Regions from separate parts of the Pan troglodytes genome. Here region 1 is linked to region 2. The links are chromatin contacts, called in public Hi-C maps. All regions are on one chromosome and are shown on one strand. The core of a region is the stretch at or near the end of the contact, and the rest is flanking DNA. Distances in the headings are between cores, read along the strand shown. Region 1 overlaps ARID1B (AT-rich interaction domain 1B). Region 2 holds the start of ARID1B (AT-rich interaction domain 1B).

Region 1 (2,700 bases), core at 193-2,692, 370 kb before region 2:
AACAGGAAACAGGAACAGGAGAGGCACAGCACAGACACCTCGGGTGCGCTGGGCCACACGCCATTAGCTTTTTTATTGGCAGCTCCTTAAAGTCAAACTCCTTCGGCATGAAGAGGCACTGCTTTTGCACAGCTGAAGTTTGCAGATACCATCAAAACTTTGTTTTCAAGTTAAAATAAAAAATAAAAAAACACCACTGTTCATCAGTTTCAAAGTTCTTTACAAAAATTTCTTAAGTTGCTTCTGAATCTCCCATCCCACGGGACACACATAGGCTCCCCTGTCTGTTTTCCCGTCACGCAGTCTCGGCGGAAAAGGCACCTTCTGTGCACCCTGGTAGGTGGGCACAGAGCAGGGGCCAGCTGCTGGGCCCTTCCTCTTCCCACGCTTACCCAGAGAGAGTCCCAGTCCTCACGACTTTTCCCTGTGAGAAGGAATTCAGACTCCTCCTCCTCCTCCTCCCCAAGCTCACATCCCCTTCGCTTCCAGATGATCTGATAAGATCAGTGAAATACAGTGCTCCTTCTTAGCTCTTGCTTTTATTAAAAATAAATATACTCATTCATAGTTTGAATGCACAAGTAATTAATTCATATATTCATGCCATTACTTGAGGGCTAGTTTCCACCCTCCCCTAACACTGGATAATGACTCAGTTGGTAAGAAACCTTTTTCAGTGAAAACTTATGTGCCCTTTGCTTTAGAAGGAAATGAAATAACGTTTTAGTCTTGTTTTAGAAAACAAGCGTTTAGACTATACCCATCATGCGGTTTTATTAGAGAAAGAAGGTTTCTGAGTTTGTAGAATTCTGCTTATAGCTGGAATGCGGAAATGCTGGCACTCCAACCTCCTGGGTTTAACTGGGAGTCAAGGACTGTATCTTAATGAACACAAAGGAAAGAAACTACTGAGATGTTAAGTTACTCTGTACCCTACCTCCATCTCTCACTCATGTTATATACTAAAGAGAGAGGAGCTGTGTTTCAATAGCTTTGCCCAGTTCGGCAGCTGGTCTTCGTCTCCTGGCAGGAAGCATCTGCAACCTGGGGGAGCATGCGTTCGAGCACAGCTATGCACACCAAGACACACGTGTGTGCACTTGTGCTTAGAAAGGCGCTTAGGCCAGGGGTGCCAATCTATTTCTCTCCAATCAGTTGGGTTGATTCCATGAATTGGCACTCAAAAGTGCGTGTCAAGGAAATATGTTCTAATTACAGAAGCCTCTATCGGATAGAAGAAATAACAAAGTCCCCTTTTCTTTTCTTTGAAACTTTCCTCATTAGACTCACGTGCCTGGACAAAAATAGTTTCTAAAGACTTAAAATGGTTTAAGAGGCAACAATGCATAAAGCACAGGCTTCAGAATCTGGGTGTGAATACTGGTTCTGACACTCCCTAGCAGCGTGACAAGTGGTTTAACCTCTCTGAACTGTGGTTCTGTCATCTGTAAAGTGACTACGATAATGAGTAAGAGGTTGAAAGTAACAAGTACAGCGCTAGGCACCGCACTGCCTAACAAATGACAGCTGCCATCGTCATCAATGGCCATAACAACATCACTAACATCACCCCCGCCCATCTTTTAAAAATGTGTGCATGGGGTGAAAAATGATTCATGCCCCCCCCAACTACTCGATAACGTATCTTTCTTCCCAAAATAAACAAAAACCAAATATGTAAGCCAAGCAAAATATGAGAGGAAAAGCCAGGAATGAGAAGTGCAATCTTATTTCCATGTTTCTCTAATAGGTTAGTAATTTGTTGGCACTGGCTTTGACAGAAAACAGATGGATCCAGCATTAAGCACAATGAAGGCGGCAGATGCTGGGCCAGCCCACCTCAGCTGGACTGGTCTTGCAGCCAAGTCCAAGAGCCCACAGTTTTCAAGTGGGTTCATCTTGGCACACTAGCTTTGGAAAATTGGTCACCAAATGAATTCAGATTTCTACCCACCAGGAGTTCCATTCAAGCACCAGAGAGAGGAAGCAGAAGCTAGACCCTATTCAAGTCACCATCATCATTTCAGGCAGATCACAAAAATTTCTGTACCTGACTCCAGAATATTTAAAGTTGATAGTTGCAATGCATACTCAGAGCTTACTGCTTTTTGTAAACTACTAAATGTTTCCACTCATATACGAAATTTTGCTTCTAAGTTCCAATTACTCAATAGTTATGAACAACTACTATGGGCAAGGTTCTGCGTTATTCCCTATATGATGGAGGAGAAAATGGAGGTGAATGCCATAAATCAGAAATCTTACCCTTGTGGAAAAAAGAAATGCATAATTAGCTACATACTATGATAAAGGCAGTTGTGAATTAGGGCTAAATATGCATTTATCTTGTTTTGTAGCCAGTGATGTTTACCATTTTTATAACAGTTACTACAAAATACTGTGTTTGTTGTTGTTGTTGTTGTTATTGTTGTTGTTTTTGAGACAGAGTCTTGCTCTGTCATCCAGGCTGGAGTGCAGTGACGTGACCCCAGCTCACTGCAACCTCTGCCTCCTGAGTTTAAGCAATCCTCCCACTTGAGCCTCCTAAGTAGCTGGGTTTACAGGTGTGTACTACCATGCTAGGCTAATTTTTGTATTTTTAGTAGACACAGGGTTTTGTCATGTTGCCCGGGCTAGTCTCAAACACCTGGCCTCAAACAATATACCCGCGCTGGCCTCCCAAAGTGCTGTGATTACAGG
Region 2 (2,700 bases), core at 88-2,587:
GAGGCGGAGTGCATCATCCCCATCCCGGGGCTTTGTTGTCCGCCATGTTGATCAAAGCAAGGCCCAGCGCGGCCGCCGGGGCCGCCGCTCGCAGGGGCAGCGCTGCCATAGTAATTATTAAACTCCGGGACGGCCGCCGGGCCGCCGCCGCCCCCGGGCACGGCGACCGGCGGCTGCTGCGTGCCCAGGGCGCCCAGGCCCGGGTGCTCGTAGCGGCCGCCCGCCGGCTCCCCCATCTTGGGCGGCGCGTCGTCCTCGTCGCCCGGCTTGCTCAGCAGCGGCGGGCCCGGGGGGTCGGCCTGGCCGCCCGCGGCACTGTCCTTGGCGCCTCCATGTTGCGGCTGCTCCATGTCGGGGCCGGGCTGAGGCGCGCCGCCCAAGCTGTTGTTGTTGGAAATGGGATGTTGCTGCTGCTGCTGCTGCTGCTGTTGCTGCTGCTGCTGCTGCTGCTGCTGGAACTGGTTTAGCTGCTGCTGTAGTGCGTGGTGGTGGTGGAGGTGGTGGGCATGGTGGTGGTGGTGGTGGGCATGGTGGTGGTGGTGGTGCTGCTGGTGGGGCGGCGCGGCGGGGGCTTCGCCAACGGTTTTCAGTTTGTGGTTGGGGAGCAGCCCCGTCTCCATGGCCGAGCCCGGGCCCGACGAGGAGGAAGAGGACGCCGCCGCTGCCGCCGCGGAGGAGGAGGAGGACAGCGCGGCGGCGCTTCCACCCTCCTTGAGAGCCGCCTCGGAGCCGCCGCTCTTGGCGCTGTGGGTGCCGGCGGCGGCCGCGGCGCCCGCGTTATGGGCCATGTTGAGTTCGTGACGGGGGAGCAGGGGGTGGTGGTGCACACTGTTCAGGCCGCCGCCGCCGTCGCCGCCGCCCCCCAGCATGGGTCCCGGTGCCGCCGCCGCCGCCGCCGCGCCGCGCGTCCCCGCCTCCAGGTCCCGGGCTCCGGGCGCCGGCCGCGGCCCGGGGGGCGCCCGCCGTTCGCCGCTGCCTGCCCGCGCCCGCGCCCGCGCCGCCGCCGCCGCCGCCGCTGCTGCCCGCGCGGCCATGATCGCCGCGGCGTGGCGAGGCCGGGCGGGGGGCGGGGGGAGACAATAACCCCCACTTTTCAGGCCGCGGCCCCTCCTGTGCGCATCCACGCGGCCCGCCGGGAAGCCGCGACCCCCTCCCCCTCCGCAGGCCCCGCCGGAGCGCCGGGCCGGGCACGCCTTACGCTCTGGGCCTGCTCCTGCTGTGTGCTTTCATGGTGAAAGTTTTTAGTTCAGGTTTAAATGAAACTTTTCTCTTTTCCTCTCTAACCCGGATATGGGTAAATACACGACTAGCTGAGCCTATCGGGCCCAGCATGGCTTGAGAGGCAGCGGGCGAGCTCGAGCAACTATTATCCACTTCGCTCGCATTACTCCCGCGCACTCGCAAAACGCGGACTGGACTCGTCCCCGGGCCGCCGCCGCCCGCCCCGGCGCAGCCTCGCGGGACCCAGCCGGGCTGGGGCTAAGGCTGGGGCCGGGGCCGGGGCGGCTCGGCGGCCGCTCGGAGCGCGGCGGCGTGGGGCGGCCGGAACCTGCACTTTCCCCCCGGGCCGCTGTCTCCTTGCCAACCGGGCGTTCGCATGTTTGTTTTCACGTCTAAAAGGAACGATACAAAGGTGGAAAACGAGTCTGACGAGCAGACAAAAGAGGGAGAAGGGCTGGGAAACAAAGTTGTCTATTGGCCTCAGAGGTTACAAGGAGCCGACGGAGAAAGAAAATATTTAGGCAGTCTGAAAAAGCACGGTCTCTCCCAGGAGTTATGTAATTTTCAGAACGTTCGCCTCTGCCTTGATTTCGGGCCATCGGCGTAATTCCCACAACTTCTTCCAACTGCAAAATTAGGAAAGATTTGAAATAAAGGTTAGCCCCGGTCAGAGAGCCCTATGGCCTGTACCCAGTAGGTACTCAATAAATGCTTATGACTGACTGCACCCGCCCCAAAGAGAATGTTTACATAACTCTTTTTGAAGGCACCTTAAACACGTATGTAGGTTTGTCAGTGTATTTCCAAAGGAATATGTCCACGTATTCCCAAAGGAGCATTTTTCTTACATGCACTTGGATGTCCTCTGTGGAGTATGTACAGTGGTGTTTTCTGCGCCAACTTTCACATGAAAATTTAACTCTTGGTGCCAGAACAGCGACAGCTATGGGTTAGCTCGTATCTTCATAAATCTATATGACACCTTTCATCATGTTTCAGAGCTTCGTGTGCACAGTTAACCCTCTCGATATACATTCATTTCAAAGAGATGTAGAACGAAACTAAAATATTATAGACATTATATTTAATAAATATAACTTCAATAATAATATAAAACAGTCAACTCTAGTCCTAATGTAGAAATGTTCCATACTTTGTTCTCTTAAAAATTGGTGTCTATTAACATTTTATAATGTTTTTAATATTTGCATTGTTATTAATGTTTTCAATATGTGCATTGTCCCCTAGTAACATTTTAAAAAGCAAGACTTCTTAACCTTAGGCAATGACCCACTTGTACTAGTGTGGACTCAGTTTTCATTGAGAGAAAGCATTTAAAACCTGGCAGAAACAATACTTACGGTTTTGGTAGAGTATAGTTTTCCAAAATTATTTCATTCTTCAGCTTTCCATAAAAACTATTTTAGTTCATTTCCACTGCAGCAGTGGTTATTTGTTTGACCAAGTGTAAATATGTTA

What was found. Hi-C and Micro-C count contacts between places; a contact is called where the count stands out from the background.
Region 1: a Hi-C map of stem cell-derived neural progenitor cells shows a contact between it and region 2, with 5 times the contacts expected there. The contact joins the enhancer-like site here to the promoter of ARID1B in region 2. A contact is called at or near these places in 1 of 7 Hi-C or Micro-C datasets (stem cell-derived neural progenitor cells) and 1 of 1 datasets of contacts at active chromatin or transcription factors (stem cell-derived excitatory neurons).

What each region holds. Positions count from the first base shown.
Region 1 is chr5:169,112,668-169,115,367 of NHGRI_mPanTro3-v2.0_pri, reverse strand. All of the region lies in intron 7 of ARID1B (AT-rich interaction domain 1B), which reads right to left. Among named protein-coding and RNA genes, the nearest start is that of TMEM242, 240 kb to the left of the region's middle. Within about 2 kb of position 1,442, at least 3 of the 24 cell types and tissues checked have an H3K27ac peak or open chromatin away from gene starts, as enhancers often do. A contact at or near this core is called in stem cell-derived neural progenitor cells, where this site is marked.
Region 2 is chr5:168,744,814-168,747,513 of NHGRI_mPanTro3-v2.0_pri, reverse strand. ARID1B (AT-rich interaction domain 1B) reads right to left here and starts at 1,337. Exons shown (of 19, transcript XM_016956522.4): 1 at 1-1,337. The coding sequence starts at 1,034. LOC134810385 (a long non-coding RNA gene) reads right to left here and starts at 2,670. Exons shown (of 2, transcript XR_010158232.1): 1 at 2,583-2,670; 2 at 1,749-1,847.